Regions from separate parts of the Mus musculus genome. Here all the other regions are linked to region 3. The links are chromatin contacts, called in public HiChIP or PLAC-seq and Micro-C maps. All regions are on one chromosome and are shown on one strand. The core of a region is the stretch at or near the end of the contact, and the rest is flanking DNA. Distances in the headings are between cores, read along the strand shown.

The links. Hi-C and Micro-C count contacts between places; a contact is called where the count stands out from the background. HiChIP or PLAC-seq counts read pairs in DNA pulled down with a chosen protein or histone mark.
Region 1: an H3K27ac HiChIP or PLAC-seq map of embryonic fibroblasts shows a contact between it and region 3, with 11 read pairs. The contact joins two enhancer-like sites. A contact is called at or near these places in 3 of 484 Hi-C or Micro-C datasets (bone marrow-derived macrophages, embryonic stem cells and nephron progenitors), 3 of 115 datasets of contacts at active chromatin or transcription factors (embryonic fibroblasts, embryonic stem cells and extraembryonic endoderm stem cells) and 3 of 9 other capture datasets (adipose tissue, liver and pancreatic islet).
Region 2: an H3K27ac HiChIP or PLAC-seq map of embryonic fibroblasts shows a contact between it and region 3, with 11 times the contacts expected there. The contact joins two enhancer-like sites. A contact is called at or near these places in 2 of 484 Hi-C or Micro-C datasets (bone marrow-derived macrophages and embryonic fibroblasts) and 4 of 115 datasets of contacts at active chromatin or transcription factors (T-cell acute lymphoblastic leukemia, embryonic fibroblasts, embryonic stem cells and 1 more).
Region 4: a contact with region 3 is called in a Micro-C map of muscle stem cells, with 2.9 times the contacts expected there. The contact joins two enhancer-like sites. A contact is called at or near these places in 6 of 484 Hi-C or Micro-C datasets (CD4 T cells, the G1E-ER4 cell line, bone marrow-derived dendritic cells and 3 more), 4 of 115 datasets of contacts at active chromatin or transcription factors (embryonic fibroblasts, embryonic stem cells, fibro-adipogenic progenitors and 1 more) and 1 of 9 other capture datasets (embryonic stem cells).

The regions. Positions count from the first base shown.
Region 1 is chr12:70,883,956-70,890,319 of GRCm38.p6, forward strand. Frmd6 (FERM domain containing 6) reads left to right here. Exons shown (of 14, transcript NM_028127.3): 8 at 3,069-3,134; 9 at 3,854-3,922; 10 at 5,977-6,151. Among named protein-coding and RNA genes, the nearest start is that of Gm32664, 16 kb to the right of the region's middle. Within about 2 kb of position 1,781, at least 26 of the 459 cell types and tissues checked have an H3K27ac peak or open chromatin away from gene starts, as enhancers often do. A contact at or near this core is called in embryonic fibroblasts, where this site is marked.
Region 2 is chr12:70,847,010-70,853,340 of GRCm38.p6, forward strand. All of the region lies in intron 1 of Frmd6 (FERM domain containing 6), which reads left to right. Among named protein-coding and RNA genes, the nearest start is that of Frmd6, 25 kb to the left of the region's middle. Within about 2 kb of position 4,697, at least 38 of the 459 cell types and tissues checked have an H3K27ac peak or open chromatin away from gene starts, as enhancers often do. A contact at or near this core is called in embryonic fibroblasts, where this site is marked.
Region 3 is chr12:70,509,235-70,515,640 of GRCm38.p6, forward strand. No RefSeq gene overlaps it. Among named protein-coding and RNA genes, the nearest start is that of Gm32219, 23 kb to the right of the region's middle. Within about 2 kb of position 3,062, at least 19 of the 459 cell types and tissues checked have an H3K27ac peak or open chromatin away from gene starts, as enhancers often do. A contact at or near this core is called in embryonic fibroblasts and muscle stem cells, where this site is marked.
Region 4 is chr12:70,797,742-70,804,724 of GRCm38.p6, forward strand. No RefSeq gene overlaps it. Among named protein-coding and RNA genes, the nearest start is that of Frmd6, 24 kb to the right of the region's middle. Within about 2 kb of position 2,195, at least 85 of the 459 cell types and tissues checked have an H3K27ac peak or open chromatin away from gene starts, as enhancers often do. A contact at or near this core is called in embryonic fibroblasts and muscle stem cells, where this site is marked.

The DNA.
Region 1 (6,364 bases), core at 531-3,030, 370 kb after region 3:
GAAGCAGCATGTTAGAGTTCTTAAATGTTTGTAACGTGTGATAACGAAGGGCTGCGATGGTGATCTGCCTCTGAGGGCCTTATGCTATAGTTCTTTTTCTGCCTGGAAGAGTAACCTTTGCAAGATGTTTGGTGAATGTTATTGTAGTATTGCCCTGTGAAAGCCCCACCCTCATTATATTCCTTTAATTGTGGGAATGTTCCCACCGACCCCAGTGCAGACAGAGCACCGTATGCCTCCTTTTTTTCCTTCAAACCCCCACACTGTATAAAAAGTGATCATTTTATAAGCCAGGAAACTTGAGGCTTAAAAAAGTTAAATAATTCACTAAGGTTGCAAAACCAAGTGGCAGAAATGTGGATTGCAGCCCAGGCTCCTGGGTGACAGAGTTTCTGTGATCAGTTAGTTGCCTCAGGGACTCGGGTGCTCCGTATTCTCTTTGCATCCTATGTATCCCAGGCCTCCTTTCCACAGAGCGCTGTGAAGATGCTCTGCACACTCATGCTGGGCCTCAGCGTGCTCTGCCTTCTCTTCCGTGCTCCTCTCTGTATCTTCCCTATCCTGACAAGGGTCATTCCTGACTAGAACTGGATTCTTCTAAGTACTCAGGGTATATTTGCAAACCCAGTGGGACGAAGTTGTTAAAACATGGCCCGTGGGGTCTGACCGTGGGTTGAATCCCAGTTTGGCTCCTTACTATGTGACCCAAGGCAAGCATTTAACATCTCTGTGCTTCAGATTTCTCATAGGTTAAAGGACACTGGGACCTACCTACCCCTTAGGACTGTGGGAATTGATCAGTGAGCCATACCTGTCACATGACAGGCATGATGATCAGCATGGGATTTTGTTGATATGTTGGTTGTCCCTACCGCACCCCTTACGCTGAGTTAATATAAATGGGACCATTGTCCGGGGAGAATATGTTTGGTCATATTGCTGGGTGGTCATGTTACTAAATGTAACTTCCTGGCTGGTTCCAAAGCTCAGAACACTCCCTCTCCCTCCCTCCCTCTCCCTCCCTCCCTCCCTCCCTCCCTCTCCCTCTACTTTCCTCCCTCCCTCCCTCCTTCCCTCCCTCCCTCCCTTTCCCTCCTTTCTTCTCTCTCCCTCCCTCCGGCTCCCTCAAATTACTGCCTCTCCATCCTAGGAAGGCATATGGAGGACCGTAGATCTCTGTCGAAATTCCTAAAGGGCTGACTCACTTTTTCTGAGAAATTTCATTCTGACATCTCACTCTACACAAGAAAATTCCTATAAGTGGCGTCTGGGACAGTCGGCTCCTATTCTGAAGTATATTAGAAATATAAACAGTACACTGGACAGAGTCCGGCCTTGGGATGGGATGTCAGTTAGAGGCCCTGGGGATCTGGGCAGCTGTACTGGTCATGGGCCATCTCTTGAATAAGGGAGACACTGCACTGTGAAGGCCAGAGGGGTCCATGCAGTAACTAACAGTCCTGACACGGCAAGGCAGGACGCCTGTGACATCAGCAAGTGTTCAGAACGTATCGCTGCTATTGCTTTATTTGCTAGTTTAAAGAAATCTGATTAGAAATTAATCTTTCAATAAAACTGATGTGTACAAATTAATCTTTTTGAAAAAAGAAAAAGAAAATTTGCTTAGTATATAGTTCTGCATTGTATAGAAAATATCTGCTTTAAAAAGACATTTAACAAAAGCTGTAACTGAAGCGGGGAGATGAGTTACTGGTACCTGACAGACACCGCCCACTTGGAGAAGTCAAACCGTTGCATCTGACTCACATACGGGCAGCTCATAAGGGGAAGCAGACCGTTCTGAAGGAAGCACCTTTTGCCTGGTTTCCCATACACGTCTCAGACGTGAACTACAGCACTGCCTTGGCCCCAGGCTTACTTCAGAAAGCGTGGACATCGCCTGGGGAGGGAACCTGCCCTGAGTGTGTGCTGATGGAGCAGGCTCCGTTGAGCCCAGCACTGCATGTGCCTTTCCATGCCAGAGACAGGCCAGGCAAGACCATGCTTTCTAATGCTTCTTCCTGTGATCCTGAGAAAACTGGCCTTAAACTTAATAAAGACCCAGGGGCTGGAGAGGTGGCTCAGTGCTTTGGGGTACTTGTTGCGCTTTCTCAGGACATGGGTTCTATGCCTGCCATCCAAGCAGTGGCTCACAGCCATCATTACTCCAGTTCCAGGGCGTCTAACACCCACTTCAGCTTCTGCCAGCCCTGAGTACATGGGTGGTGCACAGACATACAGCCAGGGAAAATACCCAGGCATATAAGATAAGCCAAAGCATCCTTTGAATTTAATAAAGATTTGACAATATTCATCTATTGTCTTATAATATCTGGTAAAAAAAAAGAATATTTATTAGTAACTTTTAAGGCTTCATGCCTTACTCATTACACATAAGTCCTTGAAGATTGGCCAAATCTGAGCACGTTTTTTAATTGTACTGTTTTTTCCTTACAGTTAAAATGGCTTAAGGTTTATCATTTATATACACATATACATACACAACGGAATGTATATCATATCAGCAATTAGTAAAATAGCACTATCAACCTTCTGAGGGAGAGCCCTCGGTGTTTGGTCACTTGTCTGTCCTTTTTGAATCACAGATAGGGAGCTAGGAAAGCTACAGGATTTGAAAACCATAAAGTCAGACGCAGCTCAGACTGTAACTGGACATTGCCCTGACATTCTAACATCCACACATTCATTAAGCACGGGGAAGGTAAGAACGTTCACATGGCGAGGGCAGCGTGCAGTGCCCATGTGCTGGAGCTCTCAGAGAAATGTGTACCTAGAGTAGTCTCAGAAGTGTGCATACAGCGCTGAACTCTAAACCTGAAGTCTAAGGTGTCTGCAGGAGAGGATGCAGCTGGGTTAGCAAATACTCAAGATTTTTCTTAAGTCTTTCAGGAAACAAAGACTGTGGAAAGATTTGATAAGTTATTTTAAGTAAAACAAAAAAAAAAGAAAAACAAACAACTTACAGTTCTGAAATGTCTTTTTCTTCATTGTTCAGTTGTTTATTATAGAAGGGAAACATGACTTTTCATAAACCTTTATTCTGTCAGGATAAAAGGGAGGCTGAAGGCTCACTGACCCTAGGACTGACCATGCGAGGAATACAGATTTTTCAGGTTCGTATCAAATGGTGTTGGGCAGGTTTTACTACAGAGAATGCTTGTGTGACCCCCACCAAAGCTCAGTCCTCATTTCCCTTTTGTCAGCACAGAGGTGGGTGACTTAAGCCTGTGGATGGCGTGGCTCTGCCTGCCTAGACAGTAGTCAGTCCTTAGCAGAAAATGCAGGGTGGACGAGCAGCCCGGGCTTGATACCCGCAGAGTGTCACTGTCCACACGTTGCCCCTTGGAGCTTATGAATTGTCGTGTTCTTCTCTCCTACCTTAAAAAGCACCACCCAGGAACTTCAGCGTGCATTACGGTTGTCTGATACACATGGTGTCCCATAAATGGGTGGGGACAGTGTTATCCTTTAGAGATTAGGAGGAGGTAGCTCCCTGTGAGGAAGCTATAAAGATGTCTTATCTTCCTGGTGGGAAAATATCCAATTCTGGAAGTCTCAGTCCCTTCTCAGTTGCTGCGTGTCTGAGTCCTTTGGACTTCATATTTAAACTTAGAACTGAGTGACAGTTGCCTTCGGAAGCCAGTGCATGCAGTGCACAGGGGATGCAGGCTCTTGTCGCTGATCTTAATTACTGTCGGCCCTTTTCCAAAAAAGGGCTGAGGACTGTTTCAGATTTGAATTACTGAGTTTTAGTTTGTTATAAGTCAAGACAGTTTTAAGATAATCTATCCCATTTCCCCTAACTCCCTATATACCGAAATTCTTTCCACAGAATCTAGAAGAAGAGAAACAATTGCTCTATGATTTCCCCTGGACAAATGTTGGGAAGTTGGTGTTTGTGGTGAGTGAGTGTACAGTAACTTAGGAAAGAGGGGTGTGGAGGGAGGGGGAAAAGAAGTCTCATCGTTGATTTTGAGAATTTTGGAGGTTTCACTTTGAAAATACTGTTTCTAAAAACAAAAGTAGTCTGTTTATTTGAAAGGAGTTGGGGTGGGTTTTGTTTTGTTTTTAAGTAGAAGCTAGGGGCAGGTGAAATGACTCACCTTGGTGGGCTTGCAGCCAAACTTGGCAACCTGGATTGAATCCCTTGAACTTACAAGACTGTCTCTGACCTGCCCCCATACACAAAGTGGCTTGCACACACACATACCCCAGCATACACAAAATAAATAAATGTTAAAAAGCTTTAAAAAAAAAAGCTGACATTTTGCTTCCATGAGTATCCTCATAACCAGTTATTTATGTCAGCAGCAAATTAAAATCAAAGACTATAATCTCTGCGTCCAGTGTCTGCCACACTGTCTTAAGTAACTGGAATTGCAGAGGAGGAAAGAGAAGGGGAAATATAAGGTAAATCGATCGAATAGAACCATTTAAAAGTCCACAGCAGCCGGCCTGTTGGCATGCAGGGTAAATGAGGCAGTGTGGAGGCTGGCTGGCGGCCTCAGATGGTTCTTAGCGCAAGTGAAGGATGAAAGTGACATCAAAAGATGTTCCCATTAATGCCGGTTATTAACATTCACCCCGTTGTCATCTTCAGCAGTCTGCTGTAAGCAGTAGGGAAGCGCTTCATCTTCAGGATCTTGAGGGTGAGGCAGGTTCTAGGACAGTCATGTTCTCCGTGGTAACATTCAAAGAGTTGCAGTCCCTGTCATCTGTGTCTGTTTGGAGGTCACTGAAATCCACAATTTTACTGAGCTCTGAAGCAATTGAGAAAAGTGGACCAGGAAAAGCGGCAGCTGGGGACGTTGTAGACATACATTCCTCCCTGCAGACGAGAGGGCCTGTGCAGATGAAGGGCCATCTTAGCTTGTTGGCCTCACACTGGCTCCTCACAGCCTGCCACTCAGAAGGCCCAACTCTGCATAGTTGCTTGGGTGTCATCTGCTCTGGCCTCGCTCACATGTAAACTGCAACATGTTCTGCCCACACTCCACACCACTGCTGCCATGGTCTGGACCTTTTCCAGAACTGTGAAAATCAGAGCCAGGCCATGGTGGCGCACACCTTTAATCCTAGCACTTGGGAGGCAGAAGCAGATCTCTTGAGTTCGAAGTCAACCTGGTCTGCAGAGTGAGTTCCAGGACAGCCAGGGCTACACAGAGAAACCCTGGCTCAAACAAAACAAACAAACAAACAAAAAACTGAAACTTGTGACCCAGTTTGCCCTCTTCATGGCCCAGAATCAGTAGTGATGTTAAGACTCTCTAGGGCACCGTGATCATCGACTCCTGAAACTCACACCACATCACTCTTAGTTAAGATTTTGTTGAAGATGACAGATCTCTCAGCCTCATTCCTTTCCTCAAGGGATTTTTGATCCTGAGATTCTAGCCTGGAGAGAGGAATCCATTTTGACCAGTTTCCCAGTGCAGTCTACATGTGTGACCTTGAGCTAGTGACTCGGTTTCTCTCATTCATTCTTGGACCGTTATAGCAAGCTTTTCACTGTAGATGTCTTGTGAGGATTAAATGAATTGATGCCTGCTTAGTGCTCAGATATTGCCGTCCCAGCATTGGGGTCCAATAAATTGAAGAACCAATGCTTTAAAAGAAAACGCACAGTCTATTTGTGAACTACAGTCCACTGGTGCTTGGCCTCAGCTCCATTTCTTATTTGCTACATTCAGGTGTTAGGATTGCTTCTGGAGGGAGGGGTCTCCTATGCTAGGACAAAGACGATGAACACGCCCAACCCAACCCACCCTCCAGGTTTCCCAGAAACCCAGAGTTGGTGTCCCATGTCCTTTGACGGCTCTGATGAGGAAACATGTCCCTCAGAGGATGGTCAGTTGAGCTTCACACGTCTATAAGAATCTTACTTTAAATATAAAGGGGAATTTGGCAGTTTGTAAAGTTTTCTGCCACAGTCTGATTAGCATGTTTCCTCCACAGGGCAAGAAGTTTGAGATTTTGCCAGATGGCCTTCCCTCCGCCAGGAAGCTGGTCTACTACACAGGGTGTCCCACGCGCTCCCGGCATCTCCTGCAGCTCCTGAGCAACAGCCACCGCCTCTACATGAACCTGCAGCCCGTCCTGCGCCACCTCCGCAAGCAGGAGGAGAATGAAGGTGAGACAGTCATGGTCATGGCGGCATGAGTCCCAGTCCCTCATGGGGAAAGCAAAGGGTGGCTTGCCTCAGCTGGCCTCTCTTTATGAGATAGAATTTCTCTGTGTAGCCCTGGCTGTCTCGGAACTCTCGATGCAGACCAGGCCTGCCTCTGCCTCCTGAGTGCTGGGATTAAAGGTGTGAAGTACGGTGCCCAGCTGCCTCTGCTGGCCT
Region 2 (6,331 bases), core at 3,447-5,946, 340 kb after region 3:
GAGACATCTGAACATTTCAGCTATGTTGTTGAATCTATCAACTTCAATTGTCTGTGTTAACTGCCCCAGTTACCAGATTTTGAATTCAGACTCTGTTCTAGCATGTGAGCTATTGTTTGGTCCTCTGAAGATTTGTTTTGAAGCTTGTAAGGTATTTTAAGAGTTGCCTTCAGACCACAGCTATTTCAGATACTTGCTATGGGGAGGGCCTTCAGAGTAAGCCCTCTGTTTCCACACATGCTAGAGGGCTGTTCTCCCTGGCTAGTAGGAGAGCCATTTCCAGGTGTCATGAATGCAGGATTTTTGGCCTATTGCTCTCTGAAGATCCTGGCTCTGGCTCTGTGGGAGTCCCCTCCCCCCCCAACTCCTACTCCCGCACAGCCACCAATCAGTACTTAGCCAGTGATTTCCAGCATGTCCCCCACCCCAAATCTTTGGCCCTCACTTTGTGTCTCTATATCCATTGGGTGTTCTTGTGCTGCCCCAATCCCTGCCTTCCTCTGCCGCTCCAACTCAGATCTCCAATCTCATCTGAGTGAGACAGAAATCAGCAAGAAGGAGAAATTTTTACATACAGTGAGGTTTGTTTTGTTTTGTTTTGTTTTTTGTTTTTAATCTTTAAAACTCCTCAGACTAGAAGAATTACTCATGAAAGTGTGGAGAGCTGAGTATTCGGAGGTGTTTCATGCCTCATTTTCTCTTGGGCTGATTTTGAGGCATGGTTCCAGTAAGTACTCACCTGCTGATGGAAATCTGTTTACAGGTCACCCAGAGTGTCTCACACAGACACCATGGTAAGGCTGGAATGAGGGGCTGCTGCCAATGGTTTATCACTAATGTTGAGAACCTGGAGGGCAGGCATCCTTGTTCCTGTGCATTGGTGGCTTGGGAAACTGCCACTCTCTACCCTCAGAGAAATCAGTCCCAAACCCTTAGGTAGATTGCGTTCAATTGGAGGATGGCTTTTGAGAGAATGACTTGTCAGGGGATTGTCTGATATGGAAACCCAAATCGAAGGTGAAATGACACTAGGTAACATTTCCAAAATGTTCTATGTGAGAAAGAATTCTCACCCAGCTCTCCACAGTAGAAAGCTCATCGTTACAGGTGATGCGATTTCTTAACTCATTCTCCATCCCCAGGTGCTGGCCTTTGAAATTGGGTCCTAGCATACACCCTAGCCTCTGAGCCATATCTCTAGTCTAGACACCCATTCGTTCATTTATTCATTCACTTGAGACAGAGTTTACCATGTAGTCCTGGCTGGCCTGGAACTCACAGAGATCTGCCTGCCTCTGCCTCCCAAGTACTGAGACTAAAGGCCATGGGCTACCACTGCCTGGCCTTATTTCCTTTTTAATTTATTTTTAAAAAATTATTTGTGCTCTGTGTGTGCGCACACAGCCATGATTCTTGTCTAGTGGTCAGAGTGGGAGTGGCTTCAGGACTGGGTTCTCTCCTTCCACTCTGGGATGCTAGGATTGAACTCAGGTTTGTGCACGAAGCTCTTTTATCCACTGAGCCCTCACTGGGTCGAGTACTTTTCTTATTTTTGGTTCTTTTGAGACAGGGTCTCTCTATGTAGGTCTGGCCATTATAGAACTAAATATGTAGATTGGGATGGCTTCAAACTCACAAAGATCTGCCTGCCTTTGATTCTCCAGTGCTGGGACTAAAGGTGTGTGCCACTGGGCTGGCAAGATGCACGCTTTTACTTAAAGCATTCAAAAGGCTTTGCTTCTGACTCAGATGAAATGGTTCTGAGGCTACGAGCAAGAGCTAGGCTTGTCCCAGTTAGGATTGATGGAGTTGATAGGGTGGTGCTGCACCACTGGTGATGGGCATTGGTCCTGCTGTGAGTGACAGCTGGCCACAGATGAGCCACCTAGCCAGTTCACCCAGGCTGAAAGTCCCTGGCTCATCCCAGGAATAAGCTGCCTTTCCGGTGTGGTCACAGCCTTATGAAAAAAGTACAGAGCTAAGGTGGGGTAGTTTCTGGTTTTGTTTGACTTGGGACTTTTAAAAACTGTAACCTTCAAGGTTGAGGCATATGGCTCCATTTTTCATGGAAGATTAAACATGTTAGTGTAGGGTGAGGTGTGATTCTGATTTCCTTCCTCCACACCCTTTAAGAACTAGACTGTAAGTCTCTCACAGCATCAGCGGGTGATTACCGCAAGAAGGAATGTGCTGTGTGGAGGGAGATGCACATCGCACTACCAGGACTCCAGTGACAGGTGGGTCAGAGCGAGGTAACTGGACTAGGCTGGTCCTGACTCACTCTTGCACTCAGTCAGCCTCTCACATACCACAGGGCACAGAGGCGCAGCACACGCCTCCGTTTCCATCCCCGTAGAAGAATAATTACATTGCCCCCGATTTGCATCTTATTTCAAAACCCTAGTAATAAGAGTTAGAGAAATAAGACCTGTGAATGGGGGGAGCCATGCAGAATGCTACCCCACAGGTAAATGCCGTTCCGTTCAAAAATAACATTCCAGCTGGCGGACCTGTCTGATTTTGGTAGTTACCTTCCAGAAGCTGAAGGAACTAAATACTGGCTACTAGGTAAGAGACAGCGTCAAGGTGAAGTTTCCCTGGGGAACAATATAAGGGCCGTAGCCTGGCTTTCCCCCATCTTCCAACAGCCACTTAACAGCGACGACACAACCCACCTTGATCTCCACAGAGCAGACCAGCTCATGAGTTTGATGACACTTTTGGGACTCTTCACCAAGGCGGGGCCGGAGCAGATGTTTTTAATGTGTCTGATAGAGACTCCCTGTGTGAAAGTAGCTATGGTGAACATTTTGTGAAGCTGTAAAAAATAGGTCAGGCACAGAGCACATACTTTTATCATTTTCCTTAAGTACTTTTAAAGCCATAAATTACAGCTCCATCTGTATATGACGGTCTCCAACTCATGTATTCAAAGCAAAATCCCCAAGGGGGTGTAAAACAAGACTTCATAGCAGTGTAAAGCTTTGTTGGACCGTTTTCCTTTGATGCCTGTAGACTGTGCTTTTGATCTTTTACTGAAAAGGGTGTCTGTCCCCAGATTACATATGCACAGGTCATGTGTATATGTATGCATGTACGAAGCCATACCTTGTGGAACTACCACATGTCTGGGTGTGTCTGTGTAACAGTGTAATCTCAGCCTCATAGTTAATATATATAGGGATAAAAGTTGAATTTCTGGCGTGTCAAAGTCTTTCTCTAGCTTCGTAAGTTTTCCCATATAATTCTATGGCTGTCAGATTTTTTTTAAAAGACATTTTATTAGCACTTGAGTATGTTTGACGTAGTCAAATGCTTCCAAATGTTTAACTTTCTATTAAATTTATAACTATTATACTTTCCAGAGAGATTTAAATTATCTCATATTCATTGCTGTTTTAAAGCAGGGAAGGAAAATCCTATAAGGAAAAGCCCAGCCCACATTGGCAGGGTCATTTGCTTAAATGACAGTTTTTTTTGCCTGTCAAGTTCCCAAGTACCACAGAGGTGAAGATTTCTCTGGTTGTACTTTGTTACAGTGTTTCTGTTTAATGTACTTTGAAACTCGAGACAGGAACACACATGTTATCACTAAATGTCTCCTAAGCTCTCACTAACACTGAGCGCCCTGGAGGTTGTTTTTCAGTCTCAAAGCTGTGATAGCAATTATGTGGTAGGTGGAATCTTTTATAATAATGTAGAATGTGATAAACTGCACACAGTTCTCAGTGGGTCCCATTGTGCAGTGTGGCAGGCTTGTATATCGTTTTAAAACTCAGCCACCAGTGTGTGGTGATTTTTGCTGTCCATACTCACTGATGTCACCTTCTAAATTGGAAGTTCACACATAGAAAAGAGCTTAAAATGTCTTATGTAATTTTTAATGCAGTTTTGAGATTAATCATTCCTTTGTCTTCCTAAACGAGTCATTCTTTATTTTTGACTGTTTTTGAACTTGTTAGTCATAGAGATTGTGTCATATCTTCCTGTTAATTTGATTTTTGCACCATTTTTGAGATTTATATTTATTCATCTTTAGCTATAGTTCACGTCTTTTCCCTGTGAGCGGTTTGAACACTGAATGCTTTACTCTTGGCAGGGGATGTCTCTGTTTCCAACTTGTATGTGTATTCCTATGAGGAACTATTTAATGATATGGAAAAAGTGGTCTTCCAAAAACAGATAGCAACTTCTCAAATGTTTCATTCCATCTTTCTTGAAGTCATTGTAACTGTGTTCTCTTTGAACAAAAGTATTTCAGGAAAAACATCAAAAAGTTAGTTTTAAATATGTGTGTGTGTGTGTGTGTGTGTGTGTGTGTGTGTATTAATGAGAATTTCACAACAAAGTTATCATTTACAAAACCATAATTCCTGTGTCAGATGGAATTGAGTGCAAGTCCCGTGAATGAAGGAATCAAAGATTTCATTGTAGAAATTAGAAGCAGATGCTTTTCGGGCCAGTGTTTTCCCTGAGAACAGCACTTTTTGTTGGCTGTGTCAGGCTGGAAGTTCATCTTGGCTGAAAGGAATTTTTGTGCCTCAGTGCTAAGCCTGCTATGACTTTTGAATGCAGAACGCTGAGGAAATAAAAGTTTCTGTGGTTTAAAATCCGTGAATTTCCAGCATTGCTTCTGCCCTCTCTGCTGACTGCCTACCCAGCCACACTATCCTGGCTTCCCTGTGGTACTAGAGGAAGTTGGTTCTACCCCCGGATGTAGAAACGGACTTGTTGCTGCTTTGATGGGGCATTGTGACCCATGACCTTTGACCCTTAGCTGAGGATCCTTGTGTGCTACCGCATTCTAGTTAATGAAGCCCCTCTGAGAGACACCACCAGCCTTCAGATGTCAAGGTGTCAGGAAGAAATCAGGTCCTAGATGACATTGTGTGCTCCTCCATCAAATCCACTTAAGTCATTAGCTTTATACATTCTCCTTAAATTACTTAATGAGTCAGGCTGTGTAAATAGTCGAGATTTGTCCTTACCCTGTGCCTTACAGTACCCTACAACACATGTTCTGTACAGAAAGGGAGTAGGACACACCCAGAGTCATACAGCTAGTAAATGACTGGTGAGTCCATCAGTGAACAGAGTCAGAACCAAGCAGTTGGCTCTAGTGTCCAAGTTTCCATTTCCCTGGGGTGGTTTTTTGGCACTTGCAATTTGGGGAATCAAACCAATGCCTTTTTTGTATGTGTATTTGTGGAGTGGGGGGTTGTTTTTTTTGTTTGTTTGGTTTGAGTTTTGTTGTTGTTGTTGTTATTGGGGGAGGGTTTGGTTTTGGTTTTGGTTTTTTTTTTTGGGGGGGGGGTTGTTTTTTGTTTTTGTTTTTTTTTCCGAGACAGGGTTTCTTTGTGTAGCCCTGGCTTGTCTTAGAACTCACTCTGTAGACCAGGCTAGCCTCAAACTCAGAAATCCACCTGCCTCTGCCTCCTAAGTGCTGGGATTAAAGGCATGTGCCACCACTCCCTGGCTTAATATGTGTATATTTTAATAAAAATTGCTGTAACAGAAATATGGAGACTTTTTAAATACTCTTTGTTGAGAGTATTGGGGATGTGTTTTGAGGAAAAGACAAGATGTAATCATTGTGTCTATACTCTTGTAGATATTAAAAAAGCTGTGGTCAGTACTGAATATCCATAGAGGAAAAAGGATTTATTTATTTATTTGTTTGCTTGCTTGCTTGATTATTCGTTAGTGTTTGAGACAGGGTCCCACTCTGTAGCCAGGCTGCCCTATAATTCACTGTGTAGTTCAGGCAGGGGCTGAAACACTCAACCACTCAACAACCTTCCTGCCTCAGCTGACTGAATGTTAGGATTACAGTTATGAGCCAAAGGCTGTTTAAGGAACATAATATCACTTAATCACTAAGGAATTTCTTTGCTTTCTTTTTTTTTTTTTTTTTTTTTTTTTTTTGGCTAGCAAGTCTAAAATAAATTCAGCAAGTCTCACAGGGGTTCCCAGTGAGTCTTCAGCAGGTCTCAGCAAGGTTCCCAGTGTAGCAGGGGAGCTGTTCCAAGCATTAGCAAGCTAATAAAAACCTGTCCCAGCCAAAGGACGAGCTCCCCGCTGACCAGGAGCAGAGGCAGCAGCTGCTGACAGCCAGGGACCAGGAGACAGGCTTCCTAGACCTGCACCTGCACTGTCTAGGGAGCAGGAAGGATGGGGTTTGTTTTCTTGAAGAAGTTGGCAGATGGGACAGGATGCGAGGGAGGATGTTCTGGGCAGAGGAAACAGCTTGGTAAAAGCAAAAGAAAGGCAGTGAAATGAGTCGCAGTGACCCAGAACATGAGTGACGGAGGACCACAGTGCCTAGGCTGTC
Region 3 (6,406 bases), core at 1,812-4,311:
TCAATGGACTGTTTCTGCATGAAGTCTGTGAATGAGTCGTAGGGCTTTGGATGTCATTTTCTTCGCTTAGAAAGTGAGGTACCAGGGGCTAGAAAGATGGCTCGGCAGTTAAGAGCACTGACTGCTCTTCCAGAGGTCCTGAGTTCAATTCCCAGCAACCACATGGTGGCTCACAACCATCTGTAATGGGATCCGATGCCCTCTTCTGGTGTGTCTGAAGAGAGCGACAGTGCACTCACATACATAAAATAAATAAATAAATACTAAAAAAACAAAAAACAAAAAAGAAAATGAGGTACCTTAGTCAGAATCTGCACGGCTTCTGGGGTCTCTTAGCTCCTAAAGCATGACGTCTTGAGCTATAATGTGCGCACAACTCACTTAGAGATCTTGTTAAAGTGCACTGTGATGGGCAAAGGTTTAGAGCCTATGGTTCTGCATTCCTAACAGGCTCCCGTGTGATGGAGAAGATGCTGGACAACATTTGACTTGCAAGGTTTTAGAACCCTATGAACCCTTCGATCCTTTTTCTCACTAGGCTGATCCAGCTTAAAACAGAGACCACAGGAAGCCCTTAAATTGCCTACGATGGTTTGAATTCACTGAGATCGCTTGTCCATCAACATATGTGCATATTCTAACTTTTTTTTTTCACATTTGACGTAAGCCCCAGTCTTAAGGAGGTTTTAAGTAGTTAGAAGTAAGAGAGGGTCATGGAAAAAGTTTTCTAACTTAGTTCTTGTAACAACGTTAGGAGGCCAGCACAACGGTACTCAGCTCACAAATATAGGATGTGAGAATCGGACAAGGTGGGGTCAGATTTCTTCCTTCTGAAGGTCAGATAGTCAGTAGATGACAAGATTTAGGTTCTAACCAGGTTCTGATATTAAAGTCCCTGCTCTTTCATTTCACAATATTAACTCTCACCAAGCCCCACATGGTAGAAACTCTAAGGATAAATGCAAGGGGAGTCTCGGCTGAGTGACATTTGCTTCAGTAGAAATCTGTCTGCACTGGTAAGTCTCCATAGCCCCCTGAAGATTCATTCCCTGCCCTTTTCTCTTGCCTACCAGTGGAACTGACTACTACTGTGGCTCTGGCCTCCAGCTGGGTCTGGCCAATAGGAAGGAAGCACCCATAAAAGACTAAGGAGAGGGAGATGGGACAGTTACCCTGAACCTCCTGCTTTACTATAGATCCCTAAGTGCAAAAGTAAAACAGGGTTCAGGGTCAAACCAAATACAGGTGGGTTACAAGAATAAACTGCTCATGTCATGCTGGATTCACAGTGCATGAGGTTCTGGGTTTGACTCCCCAGTTATGACAGATAATAATGATAATAAATGATGTTCACATTGAGTGCTTGAGTTAGCGCTGTCCTAAGCACTTTATTTGAAATAACTTATCTCCCTGCCACAAGCCCAAACAGTCGTGATTATCCTTTTAAAGGGGAAAAGGAAATTGAGACAGAGAGTTGAAAAGGTAGTCTCCGAGTGGCCAGAATTTGACCCTCTGTGGTCTGGCTTTGAGTCTGTTGTCTGTACATATGCTGTGCTCAAGCAAGGACTTCCAGAGGCTGTCAGCTGTTTTGGAGTAGGGATGAACATTGAAGAAAGTGATCCTTGAGAGAGAGAGGATCCCAAATGTTCAGGAGAGGCACGAAGGGCTCAGCTTCTCATGAAATGCATAGAGTCCATATTGGAGCGCTGTACTCCCCTTCCTGCCCGGCCTAGGACTGATTATGGAAAGTCTGTCTTCGTTATTCACACGCCCCAAGTCAGAACTCGTGTTCCTTTACCTAAGTGAATGGAGAAAGGAGAAGTGGTGAACCAAAATGGCTTCTTCCTGAATCAAGATGGCTGGCAGCTTCCAGTGTGGTGAGCACCAGTTAGCATAAGGTCTTAAAGTGGCAACTGTCCCTTCTCTTCATAATCAAGAGATTCAGAGGCAGACCGTTAGCTGTTAGCTTACAGGAGTCTTCCATTACCCACTGGGGATACATTCTAAGACAACTACCCTCGCACACACACTGGATGTCTAAAACTTCAGATAGTACCAAACCCTTGAGAGCCTGTGTTTTTCCTGTGTGTATGCACTTGTGGTGAACTATGGTTTAAGCACAGTAGAGAATTGACAACTGCAATACGACATAGCATGTATAACAATTAAGTGTGATATATGCTTTTAAATGTACCACTTGTTTCTAGAATTTTCTATTCACTCTTTTTAGATTGTGTTTCACCGTGGGTAACTGGAACCGTGGAAAGCAACTTTAGATAAGGGACGATAGCGCTTTGCTTTTGATTGCTCAGAGACAATTGATTTCAGCAGCTCCCGTGGTTGCCTGTCCTCTGTGTGCAAACACAGTTAGCCTAAGCCTGGGGTTCATCATCTATACAATGGTGGGAACACCCACCCGACACTGGCTGACATCTTCATTGTACAGTCACAGTATAGAAGCAAAATGAAGTATGTGTTTACAAATGTGGATAGACATCTCTTCCTTTCCAACGTGAAATTGTAATAAAGGCAGTATTATCCAGTAGTCCTCTTTTCCTCCCTCCTTTCCAAGTCTTACTGTGAAAACTTTCAAAAATACATAAAAGAACGGCAGAGTAAAATGTACCTTCCTCGTCCCCACCACTGAGATATGACAGAACCCAACAGCTTTGTATTTGATTCACAAAAGCATTTTAAAACTATCCCAAATATCAAAAAACAAATCTCCAGCTATTCTCTGTGTTTCTAGAAAGTAAGGTTTTCTTAATGTTAGTAATGCTTAATGTTAGTAACACAGCTAACTAAAGAAACAGCAACTGGTGGGAGGTCACCTAGACATAGTTTCCCTAGATGCCTCTGATTGCCAATGGGCTTTTAACGCTTCATCTGCTCACATCAAGATCCAAATACGGTAACTAGAGTGAGATACAAACCAGCACACGGGATCCTGTTTATAGGCCTCAGAGTTCAGGAATTTCTTTGCCTCATGCCCCGTGACTAAGCTTTGCCGATATAGTGCATTCTGACATTTGTGGGTTTGACCATCTGGAAGCAACTCTGAATGTCTATGGCATTCAGCAATGGTTTGCTGTGGCACAGATGTGGCTTCTGGGCTCTCAGGCTGTGTCTGTTCATCTATTGGGTGAGCATGGCTGGAACCCAGCAAGTGGCTTTCTCTTTTCTTCTATCATTTTTGAGTTCATAGACTGGAATCCTTTTTTTTTTTTTAATGGACTCCCCTCCAAAACTGGCCCATGTAGGATTAATGCTATTTGATTTTGCCTAGTGAGAGTATTAGCAATATTTTAAATTTTTTTATTTTATTGTAAAACTTATATGTGTATGTGTGGTTCTATGCACATGTGAGTGCAGGGGCCTATGCCATCCAGAAGAGGGCGGTCTTAGTGAGGCAAGAAGCAACTTGGGGAGGAAGGGGTTTATTTGGCTCATACTTCCAGATAACAGACCACAGTCCATTTTGATAGACAAAGTAGAAGCTCAAAGCAGGACCTGGAGGCAGGAATGGAAGCGGAGACAATAAAAGCCCTGCTTACTGGCTTGCTCCCCACAGCCTTTTTTTTTTTTTTAAATAAACCCAGGGCCACCTGCCCAGAAGTGGTACTGCCCATAATGGCCTGGGTGCCTATACATTAATTATTAACCAATAAAATGTCCCACAAATGTCTTACAAGCTAATCTGATGGAGACATTTTTCTCAATTGAGGTTTTCTCTTTTTCGCTAACTCTAGCTTGTGTCAAATTGACAAAGAACTAAACAACACACAAGGACATTTGATTCTCTGGTGCTAGAGGTACAGGGAGCTGTGAGCTCCCTGACGTGGGCCCTCTGCAAAAGCACTGAACTGTCTCTCCAGGTGCAGTGAGCAACATTGTTAAAACATTGCTCTTTACTATGGTTTAGATGATCCACGTCCAAAGCTCGCATGGTGGGGGGTCATGACTGGCTCCTCCCCTCTTTCTGTCTTTTTAACTCATTGTGTGATTTCTCCCTTTTAGGCATGCATCTGCCCTTGTGCTGGTCATGAAGTGATTCCCTCAGGGGCAGGGGGTGCTCTCTGGAGCCAACACCATGCTTTTTGGATCTTTAAAGTCTATAAGCTAAAAAACATGGATTTAAAATGTATTTTTTTTCCACACATACTACATCGTGATTACAGTTTCCCCTCCCTCTACTCGTCCCAGTTCCTCCCCCTCCCCCAGGTCCACTCCCTTTCCATCTCTCACTAGAATACAAACAGGCTTCTAAGAGTATAATAATAAAATATAATAAAATAAAATATAATAAAATAAAACACATAGTATCACATCAGAATTGGACAAGACAAAGAAACAGAAGGAAAAGAGCCCAAGAGAAAGCACAAGAAAATGCAGAAACTCACTTGTTTGCAGACTCAGGAATCCCCTAAAAACAACCAACCGGAAGCCTTAATCTAAGTGCAGAGGACCTGGTGGGCCCCAGGCAGGTCCTGTGTGGGCTGCTTCAGTCTCTGTGAGTTCATGTGAGCTTTGGTCGTGTTGATTTGGAGGGACTTCTTTTCTTAGTGCTCGCTCTCTCTCTCCTCTCTCTCTTACACTCTCTTCACCTCCTCTTCCTTGGGGTTTCCTGAGCCCTGATAGGAGGGATTTAATAGAGACATCTCATTTAGGGCTGAGTGCCCCAAGATCCTCACACTTTGCATAATACCTGACTGTGGGCCTCTGTGTTTGTTCTCATCTCCTACAGCAGGAAGCTTCCCTGATGATGCCTGAGCGAGGCACTGGCCTATGAGTACAGCAGAATGTCATAAGGAGTCATCTTATTACTACATTCTTTTAGTAGGATAGTAATATTTGGTTTTATCCTGAGTATCTGGGCTATGTAGTGTCAGGGTCTTAGTCACCCAACCAGTGTCGGGTATGGGTTCTATCACAAGGAACAGGATGTTGGTTGATTACTCCCACAAGCTTTGTGTCACCCTTGTCCTAGCATATCTTGAAGGCACAGCATCATGGTAGATCGGAGGGTTTGTGTCTGGGTTGGTGTTTGCAAGAGAACTTTGGTAGCTTGCAGAGTACTTGCATGTAGGGGCTCTATGTTCAATGAGTTGTAAAGGTGTTGTCTTCAGCAACAGGTCATTGCCATCAGTTTGTGGAGAGCACCCTATAGTCTTGGCAATATCCTGAGTTGTTTGGGGATTTCCATGAGACCTCTTTAGCTAACACTTCTGTTAGATGTAACCCATTCCTGGTACTGGAAGCATCATTTGGTAGCAAGAGACATCCAGTTGGAGCTCTGTCTCCCTCATTATTAGGCAATTTCATTTAGATTGCCTTTATAAATGTATATATTTTAGGAAGCTTCTACTCTATTACATTTCCATACTACCCCTCAAACAACCCTTAATCTTAGCTGTCTCTCCTAATATTCCCTCTCTTGTCCCCCTTCCTTTCTCTTTCCCTCCCCACTTGACCATCTCTTTCCAGTATCTCACCCCTTATCTCTGCTTTGCATCCATTCGTAACTGCTATTTTATTTATCTATTTAACTTATCCTTCTCACCTAGTTCCTTACTGTATACTTAATCTCTGTGGTTCTACATACTATAGCTGGTTATCATAAACTTAACAGCTAATATACACATATGAGGAAATATATACCATACTTGTCTTTCTGGGTAACAGATAACTCACTCAGGATGATTTATTTTTTCTAGTTCCATCCACTTACCTGAGAATTTCATGATGTCATCTGTGTCCATTGTGTAAATGTACTAACTTTTCTTTATCCACTCTTCCACTGACAGACATCTAGGTAGTGCCCAATCTCTGGCTATTATAAATAGAATAGCAGTGAACATGGCTGAGCAAGCATTTCTGTTGTAGGATAAAGCATCCTTTGGGTATATGTCCAGGAGTGTTATAGCTAGATCTTGAGGTAGATCAATTTCCATCTTCCTGAAGAATCACCATACTTATTTCCATAGAAGATGTACAAGTTTGCAGTCGTACCAGCAATGGATGAATATTCCTCTTATTTTACAACCTTGACAACATAAGCTGTCACACGTTTTATTGATCTTAGACATTCTGATAGGTGTAAGATGAAATCTCAGAGTTGTTTTGATTTGTATTTCCCTGATGGCTAAGGATGCTGAACACTTCTCTAAGTGTTTCTCAGCCATTTGAGTTTCCTCTTTTGAGAATTTAGTGTTTAGATCTGTACCCCATTTTCATTTTCTTGATATCTAGATTTTGGAGTTCTTTTTATATATTCTGGATATTGGTCCTCTGTTGGTTACATAGTTGGTAAAAAAAAAATCTATTCCCATTCTTCACAATGCCTCTTTGTTTAAATGATTGCATCTTTGCCACACAAAAGCTTTACAGTTTCATGAGGTTCCATTTA
Region 4 (6,983 bases), core at 945-3,444, 290 kb after region 3:
GGAGGTCTGAGTTAAGCATGTGACTAGCTAACAGTGTCCCTTACATAAGCACTTATTGCAGATGGATGTTAGCTGAGGTATAAATGAGAAGGAGGAAGAGAGAGGACAAGGGAAGAAGGGAAGGAGGGAAGGGGAGGGGAGGGAAGGGGAGGGGAGGGGAGGGGAGAAGAACATCCTAGATCTCCCCTTTGACAAATCAGAGGCTAGTATATAAAGGAAAACATACCACTTGGAAACATCATGAATATGACAAGAATGATTTCTTCTCAATAAAGCAGTTCTCTGTCATCATGACCCCTACTACTTTTAAAGGAGAGTGGATGCCAAGACCTCCCCACACTCAGAGCGCAAAGGTCTATAGCAAGTGGTCAGGGTGTGATTAGAACCCAGGACACAGATTTATCTAGATGTTTGGGAAGCTTCGTGTTTCCAAGCAGCTCACCCTACCAAAACTATGTCAACTACTTTATATCTGAATTTTCTATACTTTATTTTCTGGAATATCTGAAATAGCTCAACAGCTGGAATTCATGTGTTTTCTGTAGGAATTTAACATTTCTCCATTTAAAAAAAAAAGTCGGAAAGTGCAAAGAAAACTGAGCTTGGAGTAACAGCCGAGGCCTTTGCTCATGGTGACTCTCCACACTGTCCTAGACACACACGTTTCCCGTGTAGTCGGCAGTACATTCTGTGCTCTTTTCAGTGTGACCAGCTCTGCCCGATGAGCTATTCACCTTCATGAACCCCCAGCTCCCTCATTTGCAAAATGGAGCAGCTGAATTAAATGGTCTATGTGGAATTTCTTCTTGAAATCTCTCTCTGCGACTTTATTGCTCTCCGGGAACGAAGAGTTCAAACCCCATGGGAACTGGCCTGACCGCTCAGTGGAGGCCATCCAAACCTGATTTCCACTCAGTTTGGTTTGGGCACTCCACTTTTAAATTGGCCTGGGAACATCTCTAGAAGTTACCACTGGATGAAATAAATCCATCAAGGGCAGCTAATTAGCAGGAATACAGATGCCAGCAGTCGCTTACCACGGGAGCTTCAGGAGGAGATAGGGAAATGATTCTCCCCCGACCTCAAGAAAAGTTCCCCGGATTTGGCACATGCATGGGGGCTGGGTGCCAGGATCAAGGGCAGAGGGGTGAAGTCTGAGTCTCTTTCTCTGAGAACGTGTGATTCCCAAGAGTATCTCAAGTGACAGAGCTCTGATTCCCCTGTACCCTTCTGTTCAGAAGTAAGTTAAGCTCTGAACCCTCAAAATGCCAGCTTCTGCAGCCAGCAGTCCACAACCATCATTTCTAGCTCCTGGGAACGTCCCTTCTTTCCATGAGCCTTTTTCTGCTGGAGATTCCCCACCCCTGAACAGTGTAAGTCCCGTCCCTTCAGGACATGCCAAGACAGAATAATGTCCAGACCCATTCCTCTGCTGTCACAATGGGCCTGAGCTGCCTTCCAGGGCCCCGTAGATGAAGAGTGAGTGACTACAGTCCTATAGAGGACCTACAGACCTCGAGCCATGCTGCAAACATACACTCGGCTGCTAGCACGAGATTTCCGGAGCTGCGCAATGCACCCACACGTTTCTTCAAGTTCTGCTGCTTCTGGAGATGGCCTCCAAGACAGAAATAGGTACCTGAGGAAGATGTAGCATCCAAGCCAGCCAGCCAGCTGACTTGCCAGAGTTTGCTGGTGAACTCGAGGCTGTTTGCTGCTACGGGGCTTTCACAGCGCCACATTCCAGGGCTGCCGTATAATTTACTTTAAACACAGAGTGGCACTTAACCACGCCACTGTTTGTGTCCAACTCAGCACTCAAGGGAAGCTGCCTTTTAAGCCTTAACTTTTTGAAGTTATCTCACCACCACACGTGACTTTGGCAGCCTGGTTATTTGTGCTTGAGGGGGTGACTCAAAGGCTGTAAGTGTGGAGTTAGACGTGTAGCCTCCCTAAGGGAATAGGCCTGCCACTCCCACTGATCCAACTACACGGGGCTACAGGCTTTTCTGCCTTGCCGCTTTGCCTGCTTCTTGCAGTGCTGAGCTGCTCCCCTGCGACCCAAGGCCGAGCTACTGCCGGGATCAACTCCCTTAGTGCCACAGCACACCAGAATGGCCTGTGTCACCCAACTGAGCTTCCAAAGAGACTTGAATGTCTGGTTGCTCCACCCTGAGGGCTGTTCAGGGAGATGGGCGGAGCCTCATGAGAACACACAGGAGGCTAGATAACTCTGCTTGGTTAGATGCTATTCCTCACTGTGTCCGGGATCTCTAAACCAAAAAAAAAAAAAAAAAAAAAAAAAAAAAGTCCACAAAAACGATTCATTTCAAACCATTAGTTTAAATGTATGTAATTCGGAAACACTGACGGTATAGAAAACATACAACAGAGCCCTCCTTGCAAACCAGTGTAAGTAGGTCAATATGATTACCCCCACTTTATAGTTGGGGGACAGAATCTGCTAGGCATAGCTAAGAGCAAACGCCGGCAGAGGTGCTAAAATTAGAACTGAAGAGACTTCCCATCTGGGTCAAGCTCACGTGGTCACAGAGGAGACCAGCTCAAAGAGGGTAACCATGACATGCATCAGGTAAACCAGGCCTGTTCTTTTAGAACACAACAGGAATCAATGGCCACAACTGACGAGTACAGCTCACCTGGCGACCAACACCTGGCGATTTCCCTACATCCTTTGCCAGTGGGGCCACATCTGGGTGAGTCATGAGGTCAGTGAAGCTGCACCACTCAGATTGTCCAGTTGAGAGACTCTGAGTGCTGCGCTGGCCGTGAAGAGCGAGGGTCCAGAGAGGCTCCAGTCAGGAAGCATCCTCATAGAAGTGCATTTACGGGCACCTCCCTTCGATAAAGTTTCCTACCACCAATTATTCATTTGGTGGTTTGTTTGCCATGGATGTTTTTATTCTCCTTCCTGGAAATCAGTTCCATGGTTAAGAGTACTTGCTGCTCTTCCAGAGGAGCAAATTTAGTTTCCAGCATCCCTGTCAAACGGCTCACAATCATCTGAAACTCCAGCCCCGGGGGATCTGATGCTCTCTTCTGCCCTCCATGGGAACCCACACATATGTAGTGTACATTCACACTAACTTGGACACACATATTCAGATAAAGAAAAATTCAAACAAGGTGGGTGGTGGTATACCCCTTTAATCTCTGAGTTAGAGGCCAGCCTGGTCTACAGAGAGAGTTTTAGGACAGCCCCAGTTACACAGAGGAACTCTGTCTCAGAAGAAAAAAATCCTTAGTTTTCTTGAAAAATACAATGAGACTAAATAATGCTTGGTCCTCAAAAAAAAAGAGTTAAATCAAAATATTTATGTATTTATTTAAACAAAGTCTTGCAATAATATAGTGTAGGCTACTCTTGAATTTCCAAGTGCTAGGATATAGGATACCATTAAGCCAGATGAAAACTTAAAGTAACTGACTGGCCTCGATACACAAGCGAAGTCAGCGCTCTAGCACATGGAATGCCAGAAAGGACTAGATTGGTGTTAAAGTAAACAAAAAACGATCCTGGAAGAAGTTCTGCTCATGTTTTAGGAAATGAAATGCAATTTTAAATGCAGAACCTTTGTCTGGATGGACCAGTCAGCCCTCGTGGTTCCTCACAGTCAATCGAGGAAATGGCCTTAACACACCCAAACACCCAGATATAGTAGATTGTGAAAATTCGACCCATGTTGGCCACTCTGGATGCTGGCAGTACATGAATCATGCCTTCCCCTCCCAGTTCTGTCAGTGACTTTTGCCAAGGTCAAATTCACGTCCTGCGTTTCCCCTGCTGACAAAGCCTCTTCACCCCTCTTCAGGTTCGGTGACTTTTCCTTCTCTTTCTCAAGGTATCGCCATACACTCTGCCCATTGTGGCTCCAGGACACCCGTGGCCACTTTGCTCCCAATCCCAGCACAGCTGCTGTGCTGAGGAGCCAGGCTAACTCCTGTCATTGTCACTAGACTTTGAGCAGTCTAAGCATAAAGACTATGTTTGCTGTGCTGGGTGTAGACAGTGGGGAAACTGCTCAATAAGGGAGCAAGAGAAGGAAAGCAAGGTATCAATGCACAGCACACGCAGGGCAGGAAACAGAGTCTCAGATTTTCCCATCGACTGTTCTGAAGGTTTGCAAACTGCAGTCCTTCCTGGGAACCTTGTGGCTATTGCTAGTCAAACGTTGGGATACAGGAAAAATTCAAGTGTCTTGGAGACTCTGAATAACACATAAAAGGTAAACTGGGCTTGTCGGTTTCAGAACTGTCCTCTCTTTATTCTCAGTTTTTAAATATTGTAGTCTTCCTAATAGTGAGATGACTCGTAGGGGGAGTACATGTGAGACATTCTGTCTGTCTGCCTGTCTGTCTGTGTGTCCGTGTGTGTCCGTGTCCGTGTCCGTGTCCGTGTCCGTGTGTGTGTGTGTGTGTGTGTGTGTGTGTGTGTGTGTGTGTGTTCTTTCTATGTCTTTCATTAAATGAACTGTGCTGGGCTTTATTTAGCCTGTGAATCAGAGCATCGTCTGCAGCCGCTGCCCCAGGAGCCCACAGGGATGTTTTTCACTTAGCCTTAAAAACTTCAATGCTGAGACAGACAAACATCAGCATCAAATATTTTATACTCCACAAGTTAGTAAAATGAATTTTTAAAATGCAAATTGGAGCTAAGGGAGGTTGGAAATTTTGTCTGGGACGCACGCTTGCCTATTTAATGCCATCTTCAATGACGATGCAGTCCAATCGTGTACAAATTTAAAGCTGTGTAATTAAGCCCATTAGAAAGCTTTTAAATGTTCCAGATAGGAGAAGAGAATTATACTGATAATAAAAGTTACATTGTATAGCTTGAGACCTAGAAAGACAGTTAACATTACCTCTCCTGTTAGATAGAAGAGCCAACATTATCACAATTTTAAGTCGCCATCATTGACTGCCTCCTCTGTCTCAAGCATAATGTGAGGCTAGAGGAAAATGCCACCAGCAAAACTGGTAGTTAGACTCTGTGTATGTTAGTGGCAGAAATGAGAGGGCCCTAGATCTTTCTAAGAGTTACAAAGGAACTCAGGGGATGTTGAATAATTTCTATGGTTCGAATTTTTTGAGAATCAATGAAATAAAAACTGAAAACAGAAACCAGTATCTCTACTATTTCTAAGCCTGCATTTATCCCATGGCCCTTTTAGAATCTCCCTTTTCTCTCTCTCTCTTCCTTCCTTCCTTCCTTTCTTTCTTTCTTTCTTTCTTTCTTTCTTTCTTTCTTTCTTTCTTTCTTCCTTCCTTCCTTCCTTCCTTTCTTCTTTCTTTCTCTCTTCCTTCCTTTCTTCCTTCCTTCCTTCTTTCCTTCCTTTCTTTCTTTCTTTCTTTCTTTCTTTCTTTCTTTCTTTCTTTCTTTCTTTAATGATGGCATATTCTAGACAGGGCAGAAAGCAGCGCCTGTACAATGCTTGTCTATACTTTGGAACTGAATTGATTCGGCGTCTTAGAGAACTACTATCACATATGTATACATACACATGTTGAGTTTCATTGCTTATATACTGTTATATGTATTTGTACAGCCTTCAGATTGTTTAGCACCTAGGGACAAACCTCAGCACTCCGGACAGCAGTGGTGCACAACGGTCATTCCTCACTCCAGGTCTTTGTAAAATACACATCCCTCTGTTCAGCTTACCGAGTCTTGCCTTCTTTAGCTCCCCATTGAGCACCCATGTTAACCTGCTCATGTTAACTGTGGCCTCATCTAATTCCCTAGCGCTTCCTATCAGATTCAGTCTTTACAGAATTTAATACTGTTCTTCTCCCCTTTCATCTGGACTAAATTGTGAGCTGCCAAAGAACAAGGCTCGTGTCTTAGTCTTTGGAATTGTCCTGTCCCAGGTTTTCCCTTGGCATTAAGGATGCAGGATAAATATTTGTGTGTCCAATCCTTGGTGGTACTCCAAGGTCTGATGGGGAAGAAGATAACACAGCGGACAGAAAGAACAGGCATTTGCATCCAACAGAACTTTTTTTTTTAACCTCCGTGGCTGCTGTTTCTTTGTTATTGCCATGGTACAGGCATTAGGATTCTCAGAGGGAAGAGAAGAGTACAGTGCCTTCTGTAGGGGGATTATGGATCAGATGGAAGCTGTTAATGCACCAAGGTCTGGAAGAAAAGTACCCTCTTGTGTATTAGCTTGCCAAATAGATTAATATAGTGTTGAGGTATTTCTTATCCAGGGAAATAAAAATTATGAGTAACGTTATTTGAACTCAGGAGAAGAGAGGAGGGGAAACAGGAAGGACTGCAGTTGGTGGCAGGTTTGCCTGTGTGACTTTTTCCCTTCATCATTAAGATCTGGATGAGAGTTTTCTGCAGTGACTGTAGCACCAGGCACATCTTCATAAGGAAAGGTTTCCAGGAAACTTATTCTGCCAATCACTCACTCACTGTCAGGATTTATCATTCTCCCCAGGCTACTCTGGTATGATGTTAAATTAAAACAAACTCTAAGACACATCAAGGGGAGATATTAAAGGAATTTGCCATGTAACAATTTACCTTGAGTCACATGACCAGTTTTGGTTAATTAGAATCTATGCAGAGATGCGCTGGGTGATAATCGTCTTTACCTCCAATCTTTTATCCTTCTGCAGTGGGATAGATCTTTGCATTAAATGTAAGCCGAACAAAGCTGTTTCTTTACTAGTTCCAGTTACCCGATATCCTGCACAAAAATGGTCTTTTTCTTTTCAATTGCACCAGTGATTTCCAGCAAAGGCAAAGTCTGAACTATTCCGGTTGACTTGATGACCTACAGCTGAGAGCTGGGTGAGTGTGTTGGTTCAGAGAGTCTGGTGAGCTGGTGATCAATGGGTGACAAGCTAATATGGGGTGGGGGCTGGGAGAAGGATGTAGCCAAGGACAGAGATCTACAAAGAACCTTGCTCCCCACTCTTCTCTAAGGGATACATTCCTTTGTCCTCTCCTG